Regions from separate parts of the Hordeum vulgare genome. Here region 2 is linked to region 1. Evidence: chromatin contacts called from public Hi-C data. All regions are on one chromosome and are shown on one strand. Each heading gives the region's core, a stretch centred on a gene start, on an enhancer-like site or on the middle of the called end of the contact. The rest is flanking DNA. Distances are from core to core; before and after follow the strand shown.

The links. Hi-C and Micro-C count contacts between places; a contact is called where the count stands out from the background.
Region 2: a contact with region 1 is called in a Hi-C map of seedling, with 2.8 times the contacts expected there. The contact joins the promoter of LOC123426144 here to the enhancer-like site in region 1. A contact is called at or near these places in 1 of 6 Hi-C or Micro-C datasets (seedling) and 1 of 1 datasets of contacts at active chromatin or transcription factors (embryo).

Annotation. Positions count from the first base shown.
Region 1 is chr2H:207,010,185-207,017,357 of MorexV3_pseudomolecules_assembly, reverse strand. No RefSeq gene overlaps it. Among protein-coding and RNA genes, the nearest start is that of LOC123425870, 250 kb to the right of the region's middle. Within about 2 kb of position 2,592, at least 2 of the 3 cell types and tissues checked have open chromatin away from gene starts, as enhancers often do. A contact at or near this core is called in seedling, where this site is marked.
Region 2 is chr2H:207,516,811-207,523,983 of MorexV3_pseudomolecules_assembly, reverse strand. LOC123426144 (glucose-6-phosphate/phosphate translocator 2, chloroplastic-like) reads left to right here and starts at 2,560. Exons shown (of 5, transcript XM_045109918.1): 1 at 2,560-3,207; 2 at 3,333-3,558; 3 at 3,871-4,093; 4 at 4,314-4,527; 5 at 4,634-4,909. The coding sequence starts at 2,560. The coding sequence ends at 4,645.

The DNA.
Region 1 (7,173 bases), core at 1,343-3,842:
TCAAGGTAACGACGCAGAACGCCGCCATTGTCGGCCGTCGGCTCGGCTTTCATTGGAAACTATGTCCCCCCGACTCGTAGCCAGTACCCCGCCGGAGGGAACGCCGCCACCACTCGAATCCGGGTTAGCCGTCGCCATCGCTAATACCGGATTCGGGCTGAACGCCGCCGCTGCCATCCACCGGCGCCTCGCATCGCCCCTCTCGTAGCTCCCCATCTCCAGCCCGATCCAGATCGGGGACGAGGGGATCCACCACCACCGGCCAGCCCCGCCACCACAGCTCTGCCCAACACATGGCATGAGCTCAGCCGCCGCCGAAACAACGCCGGAGAGCTGTCATGCCACGACGCCCAAAGCTAGCACCGCATCCCACCATGGCCGCCCTGTCCCGCACCAGAGCAGCCGTGTGAGGAGCCGATGAGTGCCCCGCCGCCACCGCCGGCGGCCAGGCTTTGCCCGGCCGCTCCCTGTGGCAGCGACGAGGAAGGGGAGTGGGAAGGGGAGCGCTGCTGGCGGCGGCGGGGCAGACGCCCTCCCCGTCGCAGGTGGGTTGACGAGGGAGGGGATGGGATTTTCTCCTAGGTCGTTCCGCTCTCAGGGTCTGTCTCACTTAATTATGTCCTTCCACCACTGCTATGACGACATAAGTCCAAAACTCTGCACTTGGAGGCCCAACAATGTCTACAAGAATAAAGTTGCATAGTAGACATCAAAATATTTTATGACACCGTTGCCGGGGAGGTGAGTGCTTGAAGGTCTATATTTGGATCTTGCAATTAAATCTTGGGAAAATCTAATTGGCAGCGTGCACAGGGCTGCGTTGCCGTGCGGCGGGCAGACCGATCCGTCTAATCTAAGCATATCGCGTGGGACCGTTAGATTAGGGAAGGGAAAGAGTTTTGCATGCTACTGACAACATGCGATTCCTTTTGATATTTGAAATTCAAAAAGTTTTATCTACAAAATCGTTAATTCAATCGATGATCCGTTTTCACCATTGGCTTTCTCACGACGAGTTCTTTGAAACTAGATCTCATGTCGATATGTTTCGGCAACTATTTTTTCCATTCATACTTGCCACATTTTTTGACCCACTTACTTGCGTCAAAAAAATATGGCAATTAAGTTATTTTTATTGGGCAAGTAAGTGGTTAATAATATAGCAAGTGAGTGGAACAATGTGGTAATTACGGAAGGAAAAAAAAGTTTGTCGAAACATGTCGACATGGGATCTAGTTTCGAAGATCTTGTCGCGATAAAGCCAACGTGAAAACAGATCATCGATTGAATTAACGACTTTAAAGATAAAACTATTTGAACTTCAAGCATTTGAGAGAATCTTTACGTCTATATTTAGGTGAATGTGCATGCGAGGTGCCGTATCTGGTGAGTTGAATCCGCCTCTTTAACAACGCGTGATAGCGACATGCATGCATATTAGTATTAGAGCCGTCACATGACAACGCCAGGATGCGGCACCGCTCTATAGTCGGGTCCTTGTGGGGAAAATCTAATTGGCAGCGTGCACACGGCTGCGTTGCCGTGCGGCGGGCAGACCGATCTATCTAATATAAGCATATCGCGTGGGACCGTTAGATTAGGGTGGGAAATAGTTTTGCATGCTACAAACAACGTGCAATTCCTTTTGATGTTTGAAATTCAAAAAGTTTTTATCTACAAAACCGTTAATTCAATCAATGGTCCGTTTTCACCATTGGCTTTCTCGCGACGAGTTCTCCAAAACTAGATCCCATGTCGATATGTTCGTCAACTATTTTTTCCATTCATACTTGCCACATTTTTTGACCCACTTGTCATATTATTAACCACTTACTTGCCTCAAAAAAATAACTTGAATGTCACTTTTTAATATTGTTTCATACAAAAGCCTTGTAACAGATTTCATTATACATGATATAAAAACATGTCATTGGTTGTGTTTGCCAATTTAAAACATATCAAGTTGTTATATTTACAATGACTGACAAGTTGTATGAGACAATATGATAACGATGTAGGATTAAAATGACAAGCACAAAAAATATACGTGGCAACTGTGATTTTGTAAGCACCTACCAGCTTTATGAGACCACATGACAACTTAGTAGAATAAAAATGACAAGAACATCAAAACATTTTGGGGACTGCATTTATAAGCATCGACAATCTTTGCATGAATCGACATAAAAAAATATGGCAATTAAGTTATTTTTATTGGGGAAGTAAATGGTTAATAATATAGCAAGTGAGTGGAACAATGTATTAATTACGAAAGGAAAAAAAGTTTGTCGAAACATGTCGACATGGGATCTAGTTTTGAAGATCTTGTTGCGACAAAGCCAACGCTGAAAACAGATCAGCGATTAAATTAACGACTTTAAAGATAAAACTTTTTGAATTTCAAGCATTTGAGAGAATCTTTACATCTATATTTAGGTACATATGCATGCGAGATGCCGCATGTGGTGAGTTGAATCCGTCTTTTTAACAGCGCGTGATAACGACATGCATGCATATTAGTATAAGAGCCGCCGCATGACAACATCAGGATGCCGCATCTCGTGAGTTGAATCCATCTTTTTAACAGCGCGTGATAGCGACATGCATACATATTAGTATAAGAGCCGTCCGCATGACAACATCAGGGTGCGACCCCGCTCTATAGTCGGGTCCTTAAATCTTTTGTGGCTCCGCTTTACCTCGGCCTTACCTCGATTTGCCGTCGCGTGTGTGAGCCCTCTTCACCTTGCCATGCGGGCCGGGTCGCCCCCAAGCGCCCGTCTTCGCCTGCCTTAGCCACATCGTCAAGAGCCGGCCGTTCGCCATGGCTTCACCTTCCTTTATCCTAAGCTCACCTCGCCTTGAGTTGCATCACGTCACTCCGACTTCCAGGTCGCTACCATGTGCTCGCTCTACCTCAGGTCGGTTCTGCCTCAAGCCGACACGCCCGTCTTCGCCTGCCTCAGGCACATCGCCAAGAGTCGGTGTCAGCCATGGCTTCAGCTGCCTCTGTCGTGAGCTCGCCTCACCTTGAGCTGCATCACGTCATTCCGACTTCCTGGTCGCTCCGTGCTGCGGCTGCGCTCGGTCCTTGTGGACCTAGCCATCTCCTCACCACGCCTCGGCCCTTGTGCACCTAGCCATCTCCCCACCTGCTTTGACTCGCTAGATCATAAACACGAGGACCTGCGCACACATGCACGTACGAAGCAACCAGTTGATCAAAGGTGTTTGTAACAACGAATAGTAATAGTATGTCATGGAATATATTTCACGAGAGGAGCAAAAACTAGTGCAGACTCATGGCCAACACCAGATCGAGTTTCATGGAGATAAGCGCGCAAGCTGCATCTAATAAATACTACCTCCGTCCGAAAATACTTGTCCTAAAAATGAATGTATCTAGACTTATTTTAATTATATATACATCCATTATATGCATTTTTAGGATAAATATTTTCGGACGGAGGGAGTACATACTTCCAAGAAGCTGGCACCCACAGGATTGCCCCGAGGGGTCGAAACGCACAAGCTAGAAACGGATTCACGGATGTACGAGTCCGAGTCATCCGCGCAGTCGGAATTTTTTTGTCTAAAAGGACCGCCTGCTCAATGAAATTGTTAAAAAAACCCACCTCCGATTGAAATTGACAAAAAAGACATCCAGAACGTGACGGCAGGTGCGTCAGCCGACACGTGGCATCTGCCGCCACGGACGGAGGCGGCAGCACTGTTCACAGAACTGTTCACACGAGGAACGGTTTACTATGGATGAACAATATTCTTGAAAAAAATTAAAAAAATAAAAGAAAAATTCAAAAGAAAACTGTAATTTTTTGCCAGCATAGATAATCGAGTGTTATAGCTGGGTGTAAAATTTCAGAATTTTTTGCTGTTTTCTTTTATTTTTTTTAAAAATACTCTTCACATTGGACGAACAGAAATGTCGCCGCCTCAGAATAAGCAGTGCCGCTGCCTCTGCGCGTGGCGGCATGTGCCACGTGTCGGCTGACACGTCTGTCGCCATGATCGAAGGGGTCTTTTCTTTTCTAGCAATTCGATCGTGGATGTGGTCTTTTTGGACAAAAATTCCGCAGTTCGGTGCAGGCTGATGGGATGCAGAGACTATCGCAACGATGAATGGGAAATTCGAGTCGCCCTGCCACCGCGGCCATCGCACGCCGGCTCTTGCTGTGTCGCGCCCGGCCAGCTACGCCGCGCGCTAGACTCGCCTTGACTGCCGTAGCTCCACCTCGCCGGCTCGTCTCCGCTCGCCGACACGGTTATGCATAGCCCTTGCGCTCGCCTGCGCACGGCCAGCTCCGCCTCTTCTCGAGCCTGCTCCACGGCCGCCGCCGTGGCCTCGCCTCCACACCTGCAATGTCGTGCCTTGAGCCAGCATCTCCCCTCCGCAGGTCCACCTCGCCGGCTCGCCGCACCTGCTTCTACCACGCTCCACCTCACTTCACACTCACCGTCCGCAACCCGCCTATGCTGCGCCGTGGCCTGCAGCCGACATCTGCTCACCTTGCCTTGCTTCGCCGCATCCGAACCGTAGTGGCCTCGCCTCGCCTCTCGCCTGCACTCTGCAGCTTCGGGCCGGACCACCCTTGACTCGCCCGCCGCCTCCTCACACGCTAAGAGCAACTCTAGCAAACTCGCAAAAGACGCACACCCGTAAAATTCCGACGAGTATGCGGGTTCGGTCCATTTTTCCGGCCAGCACAAAGCACGCATGCTCGCCCAGCACGTAAAAAAGTTTGCCGCGGCCCGCAAACCGCCTGCCCCGACCACTATATCTACGGTTTCGCGGCGCGTTTGCGGGTCGTAACCCTATCCCCCGCCGCCGCCGAGCCACGCAATTTCCCACGCCCCTTCTCCACATTTCTCGCCGGCGGCGACTACGTTCCGCCTCCAGCCGCCATGTGGGGCTGCATTTGGAGCTCCAGACGCAGCTCTTGCGGCAGATCCGGCGGCGGCAACGACCCCGAGCGCGAGCGACGCGTCCGCTCCGTTGCCGCGAGGAAGCGCGGGGCGAAGAGGTGGACCAACCGCGGCCTCTCGCCGCCGCCGAGCTTCCTCGTCCGGGAGAGGGAGGAGTACGACCGTCGGCATGACCGTACGCCGTCCTCGGCCGCGGGCTCGTCCTACGCCGGGAGCTCCTCCTCTTCCGGCGCGCGCCTTCTTCCTGTGAAGAGGAAGTGGTTGGAGGAGCCGGAGGACGTCGAGGAGGAGCCCAAGGAGCTCGAGGAGCTCGGACGCCGCGGAGTCGTCGGGCCGGAGGACTTCGTCGCCGACGTGGACGAGGTTGCGGCTGCCATTGCCGAGCGTAGCGTGCACGACGAGGCAGAGCGTTGGCGCCACGACGAGAAGACCGAAGATCTCCAATGGCGGCAGGCGGTCGAGGCCAACCTCGCCACCAAGGCGAAGGACGACGAGTGGCGGCGCATCCGCGAGGAGCAGAGGGCGATGTACATCGATCTCTTCAGCTCCGATGAGGAGGATTGAGCTCCTCGCAGGCATCGTCCATGGCCGCGAGCTTGCCCCCGTGAGATCCCCACCCCCTAGTACTAGTAATGATGTAGTATGTAGTATGAACTAGTGTTTGAAGTGCTTGATCATGTAAAATATATGTACTATGAACTTCCCTCGAAACTATATTTTTAAATTATGCAGTTTCATCTACATTTTTGTTCAGCCACGCATATTTTTGACCCGCAAACACGATCTTCGTGAAACCGCAAACGCGTTTTGCGAGTCGAGATTTTGCGGGGTCTGCTAGAGTTGCTCTAAGTCGCCGCGCCCCTAAAAAAATGTCTGGCATGTCCGTGCGTGCAGCCGCCGCGCGCGGCAACGATCCACTCAATTCGATAGCCTGAGCATGAACGGAGGCGTCCTGATGCATTGGTTAGGCCAACTCCACCGCACGACCCCAAAAGGACGTTCGGTTTGGCCGGATTTTGTCTGTTTGGGATGGCAATGGGTTCGGTCGTGTCCGGCCTTGCCCGTTGGGTCGTGCGTGCGTCCACCATGCGGCCGCACCCCAAATCATGTCCGCGTCGGACTTGATTTTAAAAAAAGAAATACTCAACTAAAAATAAATAAACTCAATTTGAAAAGCTTAAAACACTAATAAGTAAACATTAATAAAGGCCCAGTTTTTCACGGCCACAAAACGGCCCAGTTTTCTACATAATTAACATTAAAAAAAGTAGCCCGCCCATCGTTGCCGTCGTCGCCGCCGTCTTCACTGGTCACCGGTGTCCTCGTCGTCGCCGTCGCTGATGAGGTCGATGTAGGGCGGCGTCGTCCAGAGGTGGGCCGGCGGTCCCTGGTGCGCGGGGGCGTGGTGGAAGCTGGCCTGCAGCACCTGATCCTGTGGCGAGGCCATCCCGCTCTGGTGACCGCGGCGCCGTGGGGCACCAGTTCATGGCCCCCACTGCCTGCGCCATCTCCGGCGCGGTGCAGGACCAGCCCCACGACTCGTCAACGAGGTCCGCAGGGAACGCGGCCACCTCCTCCTCCTCCTTCGGCTCGGGGATGGTGATGTCGCCGACCGCAGAGAGGGCCATGGTGCCGTCCAGGCCCGGCCATTTACGCTCATCATGCATCGCCATGGAGTCCTCCATGACGCGCTGGATGAGGCTGGCCTCTTCCTCCTCCGTCATGCGAGGAGGTGGAGGTGGTGATGGAGACGGCGAAGGCGATGGCGCGGGCGTGATGCCGCGCACCCGCGTACGCCCGCGCACCTCCCGTGCCCACCGCGGCCCCGCGACCGTCCCGCCGAAGTACGAGGCACGACGCACGTCGTGCTCGTCCCTGAGCCATGTATCCCAAAGGGTGCTATCGGCGGCGTACCTCGGGTCATAGTAAAGGTCGTCGGGAAGGAGGCGTTGATGGCGGTCGATCTCCTCGCGGCGCGCACGACCGCTCGTCGGCACCGAAGGGATGGGAACGCGGTCGGCGGAGAGATGCCACGCATTGGGGAGGTGGACATCACTCCACGGGACCGGCGTCCTCGTCTCCCAGTAGCGCCGGCAGACTTCAACGCTGAGGAACTGTCGGTCGCGATGGCCGGCGTCGGGCCTGGGAGCGATGGAGAAGGGAGCCGCGGCCTGGCGCGGTGGCGATGCGGCCTCCTCCTTGACGGAGCCGTGGCGGAGTCCCGATGAC
Region 2 (7,173 bases), core at 1,311-3,810, 510 kb before region 1:
TAAGGCGATGATTAGTAGGTCATATGAGAGGATGACCAACCATGGGACTGAGGCTCTGTTTGAAACCATAATAGATTATAATAATCTAGATTATGAACATAGATTATATAATATGGTTTATATAAATAATCTAGGTGGGCATGTTTGGAGGACAGATTATATAAACTGTAAACCAGCTTTTAAATTGTACAATGACATGTTTGCCCTTAGTTTACAAGGAAAAATAAAAAAGTGGCGGTGGCACTGCGTAATTCTCTTAAAGTTTACAAGGATAACACGTCATTTGTAATCCATAATCTCATTTTAGCTGGGGTAGAGGAGATTATGAGATTATAATAATCTGATCATCTAGTTTATAAAATCTACAATATAAATTGTCCTGTTTGGAAATACAATAGATTATAAAAACCAGATTATATAATCTGGGTGGTTCCAAACAGGGCCTAAGCTCGGCGGCTATTACATCTCATTTTCTACCAAGGAGTGGCTCTTTCGATTTCTAAAGCTTGGTATATAACAAAGGACATTTGCAGGTGTCTTTTGTCGGTTTAGTGTTCTTGTTTTTTTGCGCGTAAAGTTTTTTTTTAATGCTCCAACAAAAGGCTTATGATAAAAAAAAAAGCAGCTAGTATGTTTTTTATGTGATTTTATTTTTCTATTGTTCGTTTGTGCCTTGTCTTTTCGTTGTACTGTATATTATTTCCCTTGATGATCACTATTAGATATTAAAAGCCATTCAATGTATTTAAAAAATCATCTCTATTTTTATTTCATATATAAATAATCCTATTCATTTTCAAGTGATATATAAATTATATAGCTAGAAGGTATGGAAACGAACAAAACTACAAAAGTATGCTCTGATTTACATCAATGGATTTCCTCTCGCTACTTCTACAATGAGAAAGGCATTCACCTCACTTTATAAGTAAAGCCACAACCCAACTTACATCGATCATTACAACAAGGAAAAAAAGAATACAACGAAGATACATGATATCGAAGGAGCCACTAACAAGGTCTGAATGGACCAAGGACAAGCTTGTAGATCAAGGCCCTTCGTGAACTAAGATCATGCAATCGATATGACCAAAATAAGGTAGCACCCCGTCACTAGAGGAAAACCACACTCCATCAACTCACATGAGGCCATCATAGATGTTTTGGCAAAGAAGGCCCCATGCCGCCTTGTCTTGGATCGAAGGAAGACGCACCTGTCGGCAGGTAAAGCCACTCACCCTCGAGCTCATATGACCTGGACCAACGGGTTGTGAGGGAGAGGATGACCAGCACAACAACCTCACCTTGCAATGCAGCACCCTGTGCATCACCATGCCTCTCACAAGGACCAACGTCAACCGCAAGCAGCCGAGCGGGACCTTCTCTCTAGAATCCGGTAGTGTCCCACCAACACCGTAGTCCCGACCGACACTCTAGAGTCCCAAGGTGGCGTCTTCAAGAAGTTTAACGGCGTTGGAGCGTCGTCGCCACCTAGTCCGGAGATTTTCGGGTTTTCACCCGGGACTCTGAGGTGGAGGGCAAGGTAGGATCTCAATGCCACATACAGTAAGGGGAATGATGCCCATGGCACCACCGTCATCGTGGTGGTTGTAGCCAGCTAAGGGATTCTCCCAATCCACAACACCGTACCTCCCATCCCCATCTAGCCACTCGGTCAAGCCAAACAAGCAAGGGAGTAGTAATGGGTAGTCGAGGCAGGAAGGGGATCGAGGAAGGAGACCACCATCTCATATCCGCTCCAAGGACCGACGAGGAGGCCCCGAGAGCATGCTCCATGTTTGTTACCGACCTGCTACCCGCGCGGCCAAGGGTGGTGCACCTCCGCATCGCGCCCACAATCCACTACCATGCCTCTGGGCGTACCGCACGCACCAACCCACCACCACGGAGCCCTTCACACCGTAGTTGTTGTCTGTCGCAACGCCGCTGCACCCTCAACCAGTCCAGCACCACTCTCATACCTCACCAGCCCATGTATGCCGCCATCGAGCAGGGAAAGAGCGGCCCGACTGCTGCCGACGTCGACAGGGGTTCGCCCGTCAGCGCGAGCCGATGACGGCGATGGAAGGGAGAGAGGGAAAGGGGAGAGATGTGCTGGCAGCTAGGGTTTCCCCTTCAGGATACTCATGGGAGTGATACGGGTGGGGAGGGAAGGGGGAGAAGGAAGAGCAACCGTTTTCACTCCCCGCTACTACTATGAGCTCATAGGTGTCAACAAAGTTGCTATAGTAAGATGGATGCTCAAGAACAAGCTTTGCTCACGGTGCGTCACCGATAGATAGAGAAGGAAGACGAAACCAATTTCTTCAATGACTTGTCTATAATTTTATGTTCTTGTAAGAAACTCCTCGTAGGGACGTACCTTTAAGCCTTCTTGCTAAAAAATAAATAAATAGAAGAGGATAAAAAATAAGAATATTCACAAGATATTCTAGTATCATATTGCAGGAAAATAGGAAACGAATTAACGAATAAACAAAAAAAATGCATCTAAAAAAGGTACTAAAACCAGTGGTGAAAAGATCATGAACTGGCCAAACCGCCTCCCTTCTCCTTCGCGCATTCACCATAAATACCTTCTTCATCCCCATCTCCCCCTCCACCGTCACAAACCAGAGGCACAAAACCGCAGCAGGCGCATACCACCGCAACACCCAGACAAACCCCAAGAAATCACTAGCCGCGCCTCCCTCCGCCAAAATGCTGGCCGCCGCCGCCGCCGCCTCCGTGAAGTTCTCCCCGGCGTCCGCCGGTACCGGTACCACAACCAAGTTGGCCTTCAAGCCTGTCCACCTCCCTCCCCTCCCCAACGCCGTCCGTCGTCCCCTCTCCCTCTCGGCGCGGCCTCTGTACCGCCAGGAGCCGTTCCTGGCGGCGACCCGCAACGACCGTGCCGCGTCAATGGCGCCCCCTGCAGCCACCGCGGATGGCGCGCGGCCGGTGGAGACGGCGGCCGCGCCGGAGGCCGCGAAGAGCGCCAAGATCGGGGTCTACTTCGCCACGTGGTGGGCGCTGAACGTGATCTTCAACATATACAACAAGAAGGTGCTGAATGCGTTCCCGTACCCGTGGCTCACGTCGACCTTGTCCCTGGCCGCCGGCTCCGCCATCATGCTCGTGTCCTGGGCCACCAGGATCGCCGAGGCGCCCCAGACGGACCTCGATTTCTGGAAGGCTCTCTCTCCGGTGAGCGTGCGCATGCGCATGGTTTCTCGGCGCGCCCTCTTCTTGCCAATCTCACCGGCCTGTACGTGTTCTAGATGTGCTGATGCCCGTGTATCGGGATTTCTTTATTTTTTGTGTCCGTGCAGGTGGCGATTGCGCACACGATCGGGCACGTGGCGGCGACGGTGAGCATGGCGAAGGTGGCCGTGTCGTTCACGCACATCATCAAGAGCGCGGAGCCGGCCTTCAGCGTGCTCGTCTCGAGGTTCTTCCTCGGCGAGCACTTCCCGTTGCCGGTTTACTTCTCCCTCCTCCCGATCATAGGTGGATGCGCTCTCGCCGCCGTCACCGAGCTCAATTTCAACATGATTGGTGAGCAATCTGCAGACTCCCATTTTGTTGAATCTTGAAATTACCTCCAGCAGATACTCATCACTACATAAGAAATATCGTCACTTTTGCTAGTACACAAGAGATATTTTTCAGTAGTACTCCACTTCCGATTTCCGAAGAACCTGAACTGTCCACAAATCCTGAGGTCTATAATTTAGCACGTATTATATACCAAAACCTTTTACCTTTGATATCAAAATTGGACAACGTTGTAGGTGGATTAATTGAAGGATATATAGATTTTGTTTGACATTGTTAATTTTGATAGCACGTGTGTTGAATTCACTATAGGATTCATGGGGGCGATGATCTCCAACCTGGCTTTCGTGTTCCGTAACATATTCTCCAAGAAGGGGATGAAGGGCAAGTCGGTGAGCGGGATGAACTACTATGCCTGCCTCTCCATGCTGTCCCTGGTGATCCTCCTCCCTTTCGCCTTCGCCATGGAGGGCCCCAAGGTGTGGGCTGCAGGCTGGCAGAATGCAGTCGCCGAGATCGGTCCCAACTTCGTCTGGTAAGCTCCATCACGTGACTGCTTGCCAGTTCGCTGTCATAAGTTCACAACTACCATGCCAGTTTTGTTAATGAACTTTGGAGACCAACTATAGCATAGCAGTACAGCATTCGCACTTCAGAACTGACACTAGTTCATTCACACAAGACCGAGATTTGGATAGTCTCTGTGATAATTCAGTTGGTTCATGTGTATGAATGGATTCCTCTCTTGCTTGTAGGTGGGTGGCGGCGCAGAGCGTGTTCTACCACCTGTACAACCAGGTGTCGTACATGTCGCTGGACGAGATCTCGCCGCTGACATTCAGCGTGGGCAACACCATGAAGCGTATCTCGGTCATCGTCGCGTCCATCATCATCTTCCGCACGCCGGTGCAGCCCGTCAACGCGCTCGGGGCGGCCATCGCCATCCTCGGAACCTTCATCTACTCCCAGGTGATCCATCCCACACGTCTCACTTACCTCACCACGTACGTAAGGAAGAAGGAAGCAAAGCAATTCAGAATTTGACGCTAAAACTTTGTTGACCTCGTGTTTGCAGGCAAAGCAGTAATGGAAATCATCGAAACGATGTCTCTTCCGACGAGAGTCGGCCCGGCGTTCGGACATTATATGTTGTTGAGCATATATATATCTAATTAAGAAACCCCTTGTAATATATATTAGGAATCTTGTTCTTCTTTTTTCTTTTCTTTTTCTAGGTTTAGCCGCGGATATCTCTGAATTCTTCGTTTGTTGTTCCGTGACCATGGTGCTGATGATGTAGAGAGGTGAATGAATCAATCCAAATAAAGTTGCCAGGAATTTTTGGCCCCGATCTCCAGCCTACGTGGTCCAAAATAAGTCGTGGTTCAGAATGCATCGCCCCAGATTGTATCCTTGCACGCGATGGATACAGGGGCATGGAGGCGTCGTGCAATTTGTGAAGACGAAATCTCTGCGATGGGTGCGACGTTGGAGCGTAGCTCGCTCGCTGCTTGTTGCCTTGCCCTCCTCTGTCTTGTTTGGGAGCTTCTGCTGGGTCCCCGGCTCGTTTTGCTGCCGATTGATGAATACCGGCGTTTGGGCGCGGCATATACCCCCCCGCCGCATATATTCTTGGACCTTGGTTCAACGTCGCCTTTTCCGGTGCCCAAAGGTACGATGGGTTTGGCCTTGGATCCCGACGTTTCTTTCGGTGCTTTTGGGGAGTATATCGATGGAACAGCTTTCTAGGCGTAATCTACGATGCGAATAGGAAACCTCATATCGATGATTCAACTTTCGAGGGGTGTATTTGATCCAGGCCCAACTGGATGTAAAGAAAAAAAAGAAAGAAAAAAAAACAGAAGGATAAGAAGTAACATGAAGGAGAGGGGCTACGATCAACGATCGTTTCCCTCGTCACAACAAAAGCGTCGTGATCAGGGACACCCTAACCAACAAATGGTTTTGGTCCCTTATCGCTAGCGCACATAAAAAGAATGGAGGGCAGCCAGCACCTACGAGAGATCAATTCACGCAAGATTTACTCCTGCTCCCCACATCTCAAAAACTCTAACCGATTTGGGGAAACGTTGCATGACGGTAAGACCATCTCCAAACTCTGTCCCTGTTTCATGACAGTGTCGGTGACGCCTGGAGGGACACCCTACCCGTTGCGACCGTCTGCCCCGAACCTGCATCACGTCTACATCGAGCAGGCACTGGAGTTTGCATCGCTTCCACCAATGGCCTCTTTCATTGGTGGTAAGAACCCAACCTCTCTCTCTCTCACTTGTTCTGTTAGGTGGTCTAATTACTAGGTGTTAGATCCAATCATATTAATCCTATGGGATTATTGTCCAACAATGATATGTTAAGTCGTTTTGTGCCTACTAGATTAGATCCCTAATGATGGTCTGATCATGTTAATGTGCCTATTTAAGTCCAGGTCATCACTATTAAAGGTTATGATTGATGTTTATCCAATAAGTATGATCAAATCAGGTTCTGTTAGTCTGATTATGCCACGTTTCCGCTTTATGTTTTAGTGATTAGGCCCTGTTTTCGGTTCATGTTAAAGCATATAGAAGGAGGGGATCCCAAATCATGAAATTACCCAAATTGACAGGATCAGAAACCCTAAATTATTCCCCCAAAAAAATTCCAAATGCAAATCCCAAATCAGAACAAAATGTATGAAAAGTTTTGAGGGAATAAATGTTTTGGGGCTCACCTAGATGACGTCGGCCCTCAGGTCCGCGCGCGTGCATCCATGGCCGGAACGCCGCCGTCTCTTGGGACGACGTGCGGGAGGATGCAGCCACCCTTGGTGCGCTCACCGACGTGCGCGTTGCATGGCCTCTGCGCCTTGCACGCCGTCGTGGCCGACAGACTGCGTCATCGGAGCCACGCTCGATGGAGGAGCGCGCGGGACGAACTCCCCTGCATGCTGCTCCGGCGAGCGCAGCTGCCGCATCGTCATGTGCGGCGTCCTCATCGTCGCCGGAGTGCGGGCGCATACCCACCGGCGCTGCCGTGTGGGCGCGGCACGCCGTCGCCGTCGCAGACGAGCTCCGCTCGGGAGTGAGGCAGGATCGGGGGAAAATGGCTCATGGGGGCTAGGGTTCGACCTTGCCCCGCTTTTCCCTCCACTCGGAGCGATCCGAGCCGCTCGCTCGATCGGAGGGACCGGCCGAAGCGACGGTCCAGACGGGCCTTCGGCCTCTAGACGGGTCGTTTTCACGGCTGGGCTTCCGCCCAGGTTGTTTTAGCCCACATTTTTTAAGTTGTCGGACTCGTAGTTTAAATGGGCTTCCGTGGGTTTTTCATGGGCCAAAAAAATTAGGTTCTACGCATTTTCTGTTTTATTCAGTGCATTTTCTGAAGTTATTCTAAAAATGTTATGCACCGTTATAAATAGAAAATTGACAAAAAAATGTTTAAAATTATGTTTTGTTTTTCTAAATAAAATGGAACCAACGAGAAAATTTATTTGGAAACCTTTTATGAAATTAATGTTTGTGTCATTTTGTGGCATATTAATGTGATGGTTTTTGTAATACAACCAACGTTGTTTCACAATTTTGATCTGTTTTTTAATTCCTTATTATTTTCTGC